Linked DNA regions of Mus musculus: region 1 is linked to region 2. Evidence: chromatin contacts called from public HiChIP or PLAC-seq data. All regions are on one chromosome and are shown on one strand. Each heading gives the region's core, a stretch centred on a gene start, on an enhancer-like site or on the middle of the called end of the contact. The rest is flanking DNA. Distances are from core to core; before and after follow the strand shown.

Region 1 (6,293 bases), core at 1,888-4,387, 72 kb before region 2:
GGGTCTCCCTTGCCCAGTTCCTAGTTAGTCTCCACGTAGAAGACACGTTGACTCCCATGTAGCCGCAGTCTCTGATCAGGTCTTACTGTCTGCGTGCTCAGATATAGCCTCCCCAGGTCCACATGGCCAAAGACACTGGGAATCTATGTAGGAAGCAGCAAGACCCCAGCCTCATCAGAACCTGAAATCCAATATATACCCCACATAGATGGGCACAGTTCCTACCCCTGCCCCACCACCAACCAGTCCACATGGAAGTCCTCTAGTTGGGCCCAAAGAATATTCAGGTGCTCATAAAAGAAAAAAAAAAACTGTTGTTTTTTAAAGAATATGTTTCAAAAGGCTGAGATTATATAGCTCAGCCAGTAGACCTGTGCAGCATACACAAAAACTAGGTTCCAACCCAATCCCTCATAAACTGGATAATATGAGCACTCAGGTGATAAAGCCAGGGGTAGAAGTTCAAGGACATCCTCAACTATACAGAGTTCAAGTGTAGCCTAGATCCCATCTCCAAAAAGTGCATATATTTCAGTCAGAGCTGGGGGGTGAGTATGGCTCAGTGGTCTGATCCCCAACACTGACTGGTGTGTGTGTGTGTGTGTGTGTGTGTGTGTGTGTGTGTGTGACTTTTACCTGTGGCCAGCATGGGAGTGGGGTACAGTGGACACAGAGTACAATGTCTTTGGGGCCCAATGGGAGAGGTCTTGGCTCATCTGGCTCTGTCACCTACAGTGCCAGGGGACCGCAGGCACATGAGTCACATGAAGGCAGCTGCTCCTGTGAGGCTGTGGGAAAAGAGCTGAGCAATGTTTGAGGATGGGCTGCCTGGCCTTGAGCCTGGGGAGGGGGACTGTCAATCCCTCAGCAGCCAGGCAGGTCAAGAGAGGGACTTGGTGGGGCACTGTGCACCTCTGTGAGATACTGTCCCACCTGGGGCTGGGGCACCATTTGACATTCTGATTGAAGAGATCCATCCCATTCAGCTTTGCCCTGCATGTCTGACCCCCACTTCTACAGAGCACCAGGAGGCCTGAGTGTTTGGACATCTCCTCATAGTCTAGGTCTGTGGCTTAGTTAGCCTTGGGACTGTCTTGGGGACTGGATGCGGCAGAGGGAGGGATGTTGGTGACATTCTGCCACTGACCAGATGCTTCCTCCTCCCACATCAGTATAAAAATGCCAGCTTGCAGCTGCTGAGCCCTGAGGCCAAATGCCAGGGACTTCAATACTGACAGTGGTCCTGACTGCAGACCACACTTCCATACCGTGGCTTCATCTCTGGCCTTTCCTTCCCAGGGCTGTTATACAGTGATCCTCAACACCTTCGAAACCTATGTCTACCTGGCCGGAGCCTTTGCCATTGGAGTACTGGCTATTGAGGTGAGTGGAGGGGCCCTGGGAGGGAGGAAGCCCCAGCGTCTGTACGCTCAGCCTATTTCCCAGATTCATAGCCGCTGCCTACTGCAAACGTCTGCTGCTAGAGCCATTCTTGTGGCCTGGAGCTACGGATCTGTGCCTCTCCCAGGACAATGGGAACAGGCAGGCCCAGAGAGGCACCTCACCTCACCCCAGCTCTGCAGTCCAAGTGCGCTTTGCAGGATACACCCCACAAGCTGCCTGGAAGGCGGGGGCTTCTGGATGAGTCCTGACTTTGCACATGGTCAGGGGTCTTTTAAACTTGGCAATGGAGCTTTAGAATCCTTCATCCCAGTGCCCCAGAACCTACACCGTAGCGGAGTAGCTGTCAACTTTTGAGTTACTACTCAGCATTCCCTTCTCACTGCCCCCCTGCCCAGTTCAGGGATGCACTCTGGGGCAGTGAGGCCAGGTAGCCTAATGTGCAGCCCTCACTCCCTGCTCTTTGGGGACCCTTTCATGGAAGCTCTGGTCGCCTGGCACTCTGATGTGCCCTTGTTCAGGGTCCTCTGTGCCTTGTCTCTCAGGATACCAGTTCTGTGTAAGTCACAGGAGAAGTACAGGCATCATTCATTAATTCCGCATGCATATATTAAGCTCCTGCTGTATGTGCCAATACTCCTGGAAGTGGACAAAGCCTCCTGTGAGAGCTAAGACCAACAAGAGGCACACAGATCTTCCTGAGGCTGGGCAGATTTCAAGGATTTGCACATAGCCTTGCCTCGATGTAGCCACAGGTCAGGGTTAGGGAACTGCAATCTCTGGAAACCTCACCAGCTTCCGGTGAGCTATCGAGAGCGCAGGGGCTTAGAAGCAAGGGCTGGGTGGGGGGAGGGAGGGGGGAAGTGTGTCTCTGCTCAAGCTAGGTTACCCCCACTGAAGCTGTGTGACCTAAATCAGGTTGTAAGACATCTCCGACATCTCCATGCCTCACTTCCTGCTGGTTAGAAAGGCTGCTGCTAACAGCATTGGAAACCTACTTTACATGGTAAGCTCTCGGTACACACTCAGGTGCCCAAGAAGGGTTGTGCTTTGCTTAAAGTCTCTGCCAACCCAAAAAAGACAGATTTGAGCTGTTTAAACAGATGACTTGCTTTCCAACGCCTGTTTTTTACCCAAGTGGCGAGCAGATGCTTGCCCCGGGTAGTGTCACAATCACGATTCCCCTCAGGAGGTGTGCTGGGCAGCCCCTCGACGTGCACCCAGTCTGACTCCAGATCATCTTCTCCCTTTCTCTGCAGCTCTTCCTCATGGTCTTTGCCATGTGCCTCTTCCGGGGCATCCAGTAGGCCTTGGCCTGAAGACACTCAGCCCACCACTGCCCAGAAGCCAGCCCCTTCTCTTCCCTGTCCTCTGGCCCCAGGGGCGGAAGCAAGGCCAGCCCAAACGGCCAGAAGCATAGAGCTAATTTTTAAATAAACAAACAAACAAACAAAAAAGACAGACATGAAGGGGCCTCACCTAGGCTCTAAAGCAAGGGGCATGGGCTCTACAAGGACCTAGGGCTGGCCTGGGACCAGCTGTTCCTGAGACCAAAGGTTCATCAGCCTCAGAGCCCCTTGGCCCTGTCAGACTGGAGTGTCCCTTGGCCCGGATCACCTCTCTTAGCATTTCCAGGATCAGAGCAACCAGGAGGTAGAAACACATCCTGGAGGAGGAGCCCGGTCCTCAGGCCCCAAGGAGCCGGCTTTTCACAACACAAGGACAGACTCTGCAGCACCATCTGCTGGAGAGCGAAGCGGTCCCTGCTCCCGCTGGCTGAGGGTGGCTGTGTGTGGACACTGGATCAGAAGGTGGCCCTTTCATTTCCGTCCAGTCACACAGCATGTGCATGACAAGGTCATCTCCAGGCTGCTGTCGCTCCAGCCAGGACTCCACCCCGATGTAAACTGGCCAGGAACTGCCTGCATCCAGCTCTACAGTCCGTACTGTGTCCACTCTGCCCTGCTTGTACCTCTGTCAGAGATCCAACTGTGATACATCACCTGTCCCCGTGGGCCATGCCCCACCCCTGTTCTCCCAGGTGGAAGACACCCCAGTATTGTTCATTTCTCTCTTTCTACCCAGAGCTGAGGCTTGAATGTGTTCTTCAAGGTCCCTGCCAAGAATTCACCCCTGCATCCCTCCACATACGGATGGATCTCACTACCTCCCAACTCAGCCTCCTGCCTTCAGATGCTCTGATGTCACCATCACCTCCGCAGACAGAAGGGGTTTCCATTTTTCCGTCTGTGTACCCCTTCACTCTCTCTCCTTTCTAGAGGTTAAGGTCATGCCTCTTGTCTGCAGACTTAACCCCACAGCATCTCCTACCGTGACACCTTCTGACCTTTTGCTGAACATTTATTTTGTTAGTCTCTCTAGGCTCAGATTACCCAGACTAATAGGTTCACAACCAACCAACCAACCAACAGACACACACACACACACACACACACACACACACACACACACAAACACCCCAGACTAATAGGTTCACAACCAACCAACCAACCAACAGACACACACACACACACACACACACACACACACAAACAAACACCCCAGACTAATAGGTTCACAACCAACCAACCAACCAACACCCCCCCACACACACACACACACACACACAAACTTGAACTGCAGGCTAGGTTAGCAACTAGTTGCAAGATGCCTGACCCTGCCAGGACCGTGTTGAATCCATTAGTGTTGTCTGTCAGGATCTCAAATTTGATTAATTATGTCTGCCAAGGGCACAAAAGGGGAACAGTGGTGGAAGGAACAGCTAGGTGTCTGCTCTCCTCTCTCAGATGGAAGAGCCTGACCTGAACTCCAGCCTTCCTTTGCCCTTCTGCCACCTGGGAGTCATAGCCATAGCCTGTTCTATTCTGCTGTCTGGGTGCAAGGGGGGCTACTTCTCCCATTTTCTCTCCTCTTTATGTGGTCCTCACCCAGCCTGGCCTTCCGGGGAGTGGGTGTCTCTGAATGCTATACGGAAGTTGTCTTTATGACAGCTTAATTGGCATCCCCATAGTAAGCTCCCTAGAGGCTGAGTCACCAGATCAGGGGGCCCCTCTGCTGGCTTGCACCCCCAGACTAAGAGGACCCAGGCTGACTCAGAACCCAGCACGTACTGGACTCCAACTGTCTAGGAAGGCAAATGGCTTGGCTATTGATTGGAAGTTCATGGCTAGGTTGAGGACTTAGCCCAACCACAGCGGCTGCCACCCAGAACTAGCCCAGGCTTCCAGAGATGGGCAGGGCTGGGACAGGGAGGGACTGAGAAGCCAGATATGGAGCCTAGGCAATTCCAGGGCAGATCAGAGTCCCTCACCAGAACTTTCCACACTTACGCTGAAGCGCTCCCAAGTAGCCCTGATTCAACCCAGCTTCTCAGCATCCTCATGGGGCCAGACAGACACAGTCTTCACCCTCTGAGCTTGCTGGTAGCCATTGCAAGGCTGTCTGAGGTCATCCTGGTGGGGCTTGGTGAGCTGCTCTGTGTACTCCCAGAGGAATGGAGGGGAGCTCTTCCTTCACCCCAAGATGCCTCAGCCAGTAGTGAGCAGAACAGCCACTTCCTGTCCCAGAGCAGTGGCCTAAGGGACAGCTGTATCTGACAGGCGAGGAGCTAAGACTGGACCTGTGGCTCATGCTCCCCATTATCCTGTCCCAAGCCCCTGGCCTACCTGGGTTCTGAACCCAGCACCTTCATCCCCAGGAACTCTGATACACACACACACACACACACACACACACACACACACACACACACACACACGTCATATGCTAAAGTCTATTTTGGAATTTGTAAATGTCCCTTGCAGTAGGAAACAGAGCTAATTTATCATTGTATCTCCCAAGTCTCCCCTTTTTATATTCTATATTAAGAGAAATTTTGTAATATAAAACAGGACACCACGCAGATTGTTTCTCATTGGTTGTTTTTTGTTGTTGTTGTTGTTTTCTTGTGACTGTTTCTTACAAAAAGAAAAAGGGACCAAGAATAAATAGTGACCATGACAGAGGCAGTCTTGGGGGCCAGGCAGAAGCATGACAAGAGGAGCTGGGGATGGGGTGGGGGAGAGCAGTCAGGGCACTCTGAGCCCAGACTCAGAGTGGGGCTCTATCTCCATCACTGCCTCCTTCCAAGCAGGTGTCTCCCGGAGGCCACATATGCCTTGACCCCACCCACCTAAATGTATCACTGCAGTTTAACCAGGGTGACCTGGGCTCCTGCTGCTGAGGGGAAGCCTGGCGGATGTCCCTGCAGGCTGCGCAGGGCTGGCGTCTTCCATTTCTACGACTACCTCCCTTGGGACTGTATCTGTATTTGTGGAGGATTCAAGATGATAAATCTTCAACACCTCTGAGAATGGTGTCAACAAATGTCACCTGGTCTACGGTAGTTGGGACTGTACTAAGAGCTGGCAGTGGCAGGGTCCATGGTCCGAGTAAAGAGGTGGGACTGAGGGACTGGCACCAAGCCAGTGACAAGAGGCAGGTATACACAATGGGCCCTTCCTGAACACGCAGGGAATCGCTACTCTGCCAGACCTTGGTTACAGAAGCAGCCCCGGCCACTGCTGGGCACATCCTCCACTGAGTTCCCTCCACTAGGCAAAGGCCATGGTCACAGAGCACTTGGCAGCAGGAACAACCGAGCCCAGGGAGGCTGTGAGCCCAGGTGCCCTAGAGAAAGATTCCTCGGGTATAGGGGACCACCCCCTTGCAGAAGGGAGAAGCCTCGGGCCAAATCTCTTAGTGTGCTTGCTGCTGAAGGGTAGGGAGGTGCTGGGAGCTAGGGCCAAGGGGAGGGGCCACACAGGCTGGTGGCACCAGGGGTGTGTCTTCAGCTCTAGAGGCCCACTTAGGGGCTGCTAAGGGATGGCAGA
Region 2 (6,028 bases), core at 378-2,877:
AGAGAGAGAGAGAGAGAGAGAGAATATACCTCTAGACATTCAAAATATCAAGAAATTTGCCTCCAGCTGCCTTTAAAAAAAAAAAAAAGAAAAAAACAACTACTGGAGGATGCCCTCCACTCGAATGAGAGAGTGAACCATAAATATATCTATGGATCAGGGAAACAGGACATGCAGCTAGGGGCTGGCAGAAGGTTCCTCACACAATGAGGTCATCTGCCTACAAGTTCAGGCAGGTCTCAAGAGGATGTCTCTTATGATGGTGAACTGGAGAAAGGCTGGTATGAATTAAAATACCAAGACCAGTTTGAGCCAACTGGGGAAGTTTGAGGTTAGAAAATGAACGGTCCGAGAGCAGAGAAGTACCGCAAACAAAAATAAAATAAACAGTGGTCACCACAGCAAAGGCTAATCATCTCACCCAAATCTCAAAAGAGAGGACAGAGGAAGGGAGGTCAGAGGGAAGAAAAGGAGAGGTCCCCTACTGAGAACTGCAACTCAGGCAGGCGCAGTCTGAAATGGAAATGTGTCATACGTGACAGCGAACACGGGGTAAGAGTAGACACTGAGAAGGTAAAGACAGAAGGAAGAGCCAGGCGCGGGTTGGAGACTGGAGTGCCTTGAGTCAGCACTGGGGGACATGGTAAAAACTGAAAATGAAAAATGGGATTGCAGGAGCTGGAGAAAACCAGAATAAAGCTTGAATCTCAATTTTTCCTAGGGCAGATCTGATTCCAACAAGGTCACTGTCAGCATCTGTGCGGGGCATCTGGGTGAAGGTATCTGTGTGGAGATTCTCAGGGTTGTTGTTGCAACTGTTAAACCATTGAAACCAAGTCTTAAACCATTTCACATTCAAAAGATACATAAAAGGCTGCCGAGTTGCCCACTGGTAGAGAGAGCACTTGCATAGCAGGCAGGGAGCACTTGGTTTGAGCTTCAGTAGTGCCCAAATGTATCAGTGACTATCAGGGGCCAGGGAATGGGTCAGCACTCAGATCGAATCCCAGCACCCACGTTAAAAGCTGGGTGTGGCTGTGGGCCCCACAACTCCAGTGTTATGGGATGGAGACAGGAGGATGGCTTGGATTTACTGGTTGTCTGCCTTGTTCCAGGTTCAGTCTTAAGGGAATAATAGATATTATTATATTAGTGGAACACAGTAAAGTAAGCCACCCCATTCTCCTCTGGATCCACATATGTACGGATGGGAGCTGACACTGTGTACACATACACACAACGTAAATAACACAACAAACAAATCACAGTAAGAGAATACACTGTCCCTGAAGCCACACCTTGCACAGGGAAGCATTATAATGGTCACCTGTCCCCAGGCCCTGAGCATAGAAACCTCCTAGTTTTCTATGAGCTGAGCCTCCTGGGACAGCTAAGACAGTCATCAGTTGATCTTCAGTAAGAATCGGAGTCAAGGAGCACACAGTAGGCTTGCCCAGACAGCCCTGCCCTGTGAACCTCTGCAAAGGCCCAGACTTCTGCCCCTGGGAGAGGTCCATCTCCAGGGCAGAGGGAGCAGGTGTCCAGGCAGAGCTGTGCTTCTCTCTACCCTCTGCGTAGCGGTGGAAGAGAAAACGAAAACAAAAATTAAACCATAAACACACCACAGCTGTTAGCTTCTTAAAAGGAAATAAACACCTGCCAATCACTGTCGGCAAAGGAAGCCAGCCTTCATCATGTCCTGGCAGAGCGACATCTGGGCAGAGCCCAACCCACTCTGTTGGCAGCCACCCCAGAGGGTTTCGGGACTCATCAGGAGGAAAAGCAGGAGGCACACCAGGGTCATAAAGCTGAGCCTGCCAGATCTTCAGTTGGAGTGTAGCTGGTGAATAAATAGGGAACGGAAGAAAGAAAAAAGGAGAAAATGGTGGATTCGGGATCATATTAATCTGAACTTAAATTCTAGTGACCCCTGACTGAATTCAAATTGTGTGGCTTGGAGCAGGAAATAGCCTCATATGTTCCAGGCCTCATTGTCTTCCTCTCAGCACAGATGTTTCATCTGTGGGTTGAAAGTCAAACCTCAGCTGAGTGTAGTGTCCCATGCCCTTAATCCTAGCAGTCAGGAGGCAGAAACAGGCAGATACCCAACTTCAAGCCCAGCCTGATTTATAGAATGACTTCCAGGTCAACTAGAGAGACACAGAGAAACCCTTTCTTGAAATAAAGAAAAACAAAAGCAAAGAGAGAGGAAGGAAGGAAGGAATGGAGGGAGGGAGGGAGAGAGGGGGGGGGGGAGGGAGGGAGAGAGAGGTGAAAACCTCCATACAAAATGGTCCCTTGCCATTTTGTATAAAAAGAATGATAACCCAGAGAGGTTAAGTAATTTATCTCAGATGTCACAGCTGATAGGGACCAGCCAGGATGGAAATGCCTTGGTGTGGGTTTGAACTTCGACTAAAGAGCCATTGGCCAATGTTATACGGCTCTATAGCTCATGAGGAGATAGATGGGAAACAGTCCACACGGCCCTACCCAAATGGGCAAGAGAGGAGGAAGGAGATGGTGGTGTATTCCTGACATTGAGGAAACCTCGTGGAAGCAGGTGTGGAGCCTGCAGCTGCAGGAAGCCACCCAGCCACGGAGTCATCACTGAGACACGGATGCCTTTCTTCACTGTGTGACGCCGAACTTCTCTCATAGCTAAAACTTCCAGGAAGGGCTTTAGAAGGGACGGTTGAGCTTGGATGTCTGTGAAAAACATTCTGAATTATGTAAGTCCCAGCATTGAGTGGAATAGGAGAGAACAGAGCCTCCTAGCTGGGGATCCCAGGTCTAGCTTCCTGACACACTGAAGGTTGACCAGCAGGCTAGGGAGACAATGCAACCCATAGAGCACTTGCCTAATGTGGGGAGCCCTGGGTGGCATCCCCAGCATAGCATAAACTGGTGCAAACCTTTAATTCCAACACTTGAGAGGCAACTTGAGACATCCAAGATTTCAAGGCTATCTTGCACCACCTTGAAAGTCTGAGTTCCAATGGGTTTTCTTGGAAGCATATTCTGTATCTTTCAACCAGATGTTTGATACGCTCCAGGAGAAAGGCGGCTTTTGTGAGTGGCTCATACTGTGGTCCTTCAGTGAACACTCTCCCACCCACCTCCAATATCTTATATGCCAGAGCTACAGTATCCTATAAGATGGAGTCCTGCTGTGGGAATGGATCAACCCTACTTCTCTGGAGAGGCATGGCCATGTTCAATTTCAACGGGGAGTGGACAACAGGTATAAAATCCAGAATTCTCCCCAACACATTTCTCTCCCTCTCCCTCTCCCCTCTCCCCTCTCCCTCTCCCTCTCCCTCTCCCTCTCCCTCTCCCTCTCCCTCTCCCTCTCCCTCTCCCTCTCCCTCTCCCTCTCCCTCTCCCTCTCCCTCTCCCTCAGACTGGTGTTGAATTCAGAGATTCACCTGCCCCTGTCTCCTGAGTGCTAGGACTAAAGGCATGGCTACCACCGCCTGGCTCCAATTTTGTAAGCCTAAGAAATCAGTGAAGGTATGTGAGACCATAGAGGAAGAAGATTCCGAGTGGGCAGATGTCCTTAACACCAGGGAAGGATGGTGACCATGCCAAGAAGGAATGCACGGAGTTGCTTGGCTCTGAGGCTGGGGCTTGCTGTCTGCAATGTCCCTGGAGGCATGCAGGGGGGCACTGCATTGCTTTTTTTTGTTGTTGTTGCTGGAATAAACACTATAGAACTTGTAGAAGAAAGAGTTTGTTTTGGCTTACAGTCTCAGAGGGTTAAAATCCATAATGGCAGGGCAGAGGCAGCAGGCAGTAGCTCACAACTTGAACCACAGCATGAAGCAGATAGATAGATAGATAGATAGATAGATAGATAGATAGATAGATAGACAGAGTGAGTGAGTATATTGGGCATGGGAGAGGCTTTGAACCCTCTTAAGTCCACTCCTAATGATGCACTTCCTCCAGCAATGCTGAACCTCCTAGACCTTCACAAACTGGGAATCCATTTTTCAAATGCCAGAGCCCAAGGGGAACATTCTCATACAAACCACTTCAAGGACTCAGTGGGCTCAGACCATGGTCCAGGCAGAGCCAATGGGCCCAAACTAAAAGGAAAAATGAAAGACAAATGATTGCATGCGGCAAGGATGGTTCCCAGAGTGGAGGGGACAAGGGGCTTCTATAGAAGACTCCTCATACTCCTTGTGGTATTGCATAGAGGCCAGCAGACAGCTGTATGTGATGCTTGGCATGAAATCATGCTTCTTCATACATGCCATGCTCGAAGACTGGGCAGAGAACTGAGCATTATAATGAGACAACACGGGGCTGGAGAGATGGTGCAACAGTTAAGAGCACTGGCTTCTCTTCCAGATGACCTAGGGTTCGAATCTCAGCACCCACATGGCAGCTCACAACTGTCTATAACTCCAGTTCCAGGGCTTCAGACATCCTCACACAGACATACATGGCAGCAATGCACATTAAATAAAAACTACTGGAAGAGAGACAGAGACAGAGATAGGTTACACTAGGTCACCTAGAAATGGGGAACTCTAGCTTAGACTGGTTTAATCCGGTTCCCTGTAGTATTGTCTCCAGTGTCTTATTTGAAGCTAAAAAGGCTTCAAATAACAGGAGGCCACAGACACAGGACCTCCTCTTTCACTGATTTTGCACTCACTCACGTGCTTGTCCCTTCAGGGACCTTCCTCGTAGCCATCTGCTCAAGTGCAAACAAACAGGTAGATGGCACAGCATCAAGGAAGCAACGACTCTTGAGTCCCATGGGCTGGGGAACACAGGGCTGGAGGATTGGTCTCTGATCCAGGACTTAGAGGTCTGGAATCTTTTCTCTGCTGTGGTCTCCAGGGCAGTGTTGTTCTCAGGGTAAGACTGGAGGAAGGAGGAGGAAGAGGCAGAGGGGGAGGGGGAGGGGGAGAGTTATCCATGAGAAGATCAGGGCTCTGGTTGCCCTCGGCATATGCTTTACCCTGAGTCTGAGGCAGCACTCTGGTCTAGGACTCCTTCAGCCTGACTCTTACCTGGTCCCTGCAGGAGTCCTCCAGGGAACCCAGAGCCACTCAGTTTCTCAAGTTTCCCTGTCTGTAAAGTGATGACACACAGGTCCTTCTCAGGGGACAAGCCAAGAGGTATCTGCCGCCAGCCCTGCATACCTCCTCTGTGGAGGAGAAGGATGTAGAGGAAAGGGTCTGTCTCCAGGGTACCTTACAGGGTTGTGGACTCTAATGCCAAGACTCAGGGAGGCTGTGGGTCTATCTGAGGCGTGACTACATGTACCGGTTGTGGCTGCGGACACTAGAGCACTGTGGATTAAGTGTGACCTCCCTGCAGTCTCCTACCCAGAGGGAAATCTCTTCAGGGACCTCTTGATCTGGGTGTGAACTTGTAACTTGGCCAAGGGGCTATGATAGACGTGATATCGAACGATTGTTTTCTCTATGACTGTTGGATCCAGATTCAAGTTGTCACGTGGAGAAACTGGAGCAAACACTCTGGAAAGGATACCTAGAGGTAAACTGAGGCCCAAGTCAGCTGCCAGACTTATCAGTGGGGCAGCCTGGGAGCAGACAGCAACAGACCTCCCAACAAGGGTCCTTTCTCTTTGTGTCTACCATGACCGTGGAAGCAGAATGGGTCATGCTAGCCAAACCCTGCCAAGGTGCCAAGCCAGGAAGCGGGTAGTCAAAACTTACCATTAAAAACAACCTCCACCCCAAAAATTTTTTTAAATTTATTTTTGTGTTATGTGTATGTGTGTTCTGCTTGCTTGTATATCTGTGCACCGTGAGCATGCAGTCCCTACAGAGGCGAGAAGAAAGCTTCAGAGCCCCTAAAATTGGAGTCTTAGACTGTTGTGAACTGCTATGTGGGAGTTGGGAACTGAACTCGGGTCCTCTGCTGATCCATCTGTCCAGTCCTGACACTTGGCTATTTTACGCCACTAAACCTCAGTACTTTGTTTCAGAACGGTAGATGATGGATAACTGTCACTTGCCTGTCATCGACTGAGTCAGACTTT

The links. HiChIP or PLAC-seq counts read pairs in DNA pulled down with a chosen protein or histone mark.
Region 1: an H3K27ac HiChIP or PLAC-seq map of double positive thymocytes shows a contact between it and region 2, with 7 read pairs. The contact joins two enhancer-like sites. A contact is called at or near these places in 1 of 15 datasets of contacts at CTCF or cohesin (thymocytes), 23 of 484 Hi-C or Micro-C datasets (the 63-12 cell line, the AtT-20 cell line, B cells and 16 more), 8 of 115 datasets of contacts at active chromatin or transcription factors (CD8 T cells, double positive thymocytes, effector CD8 T cells and 5 more) and 1 of 9 other capture datasets (liver).

The regions. Positions count from the first base shown.
Region 1 is chr2:93,200,790-93,207,082 of GRCm38.p6, reverse strand. It overlaps Tspan18 (tetraspanin 18), which reads left to right. Exons shown (of 10, transcript NM_183180.2): 9 at 1,300-1,383; 10 at 2,661-5,323. The coding sequence ends at 2,708. It overlaps Trp53i11 (transformation related protein 53 inducible protein 11), which reads right to left. Exons shown (of 8, transcript NM_001025246.2): 8 at 5,326-6,293. Among named protein-coding and RNA genes, the nearest start is that of Gm32824, 15 kb to the left of the region's middle. Within about 2 kb of position 3,137, at least 17 of the 459 cell types and tissues checked have an H3K27ac peak or open chromatin away from gene starts, as enhancers often do. A contact at or near this core is called in the 63-12 cell line, the AtT-20 cell line, double positive thymocytes and 1 more, where this site is marked.
Region 2 is chr2:93,127,995-93,134,022 of GRCm38.p6, reverse strand. No RefSeq gene overlaps it. Among named protein-coding and RNA genes, the nearest start is that of Gm32627, 13 kb to the left of the region's middle. Within about 2 kb of position 1,627, at least 107 of the 459 cell types and tissues checked have an H3K27ac peak or open chromatin away from gene starts, as enhancers often do. A contact at or near this core is called in the 63-12 cell line, the AtT-20 cell line, double positive thymocytes and 1 more, where this site is marked.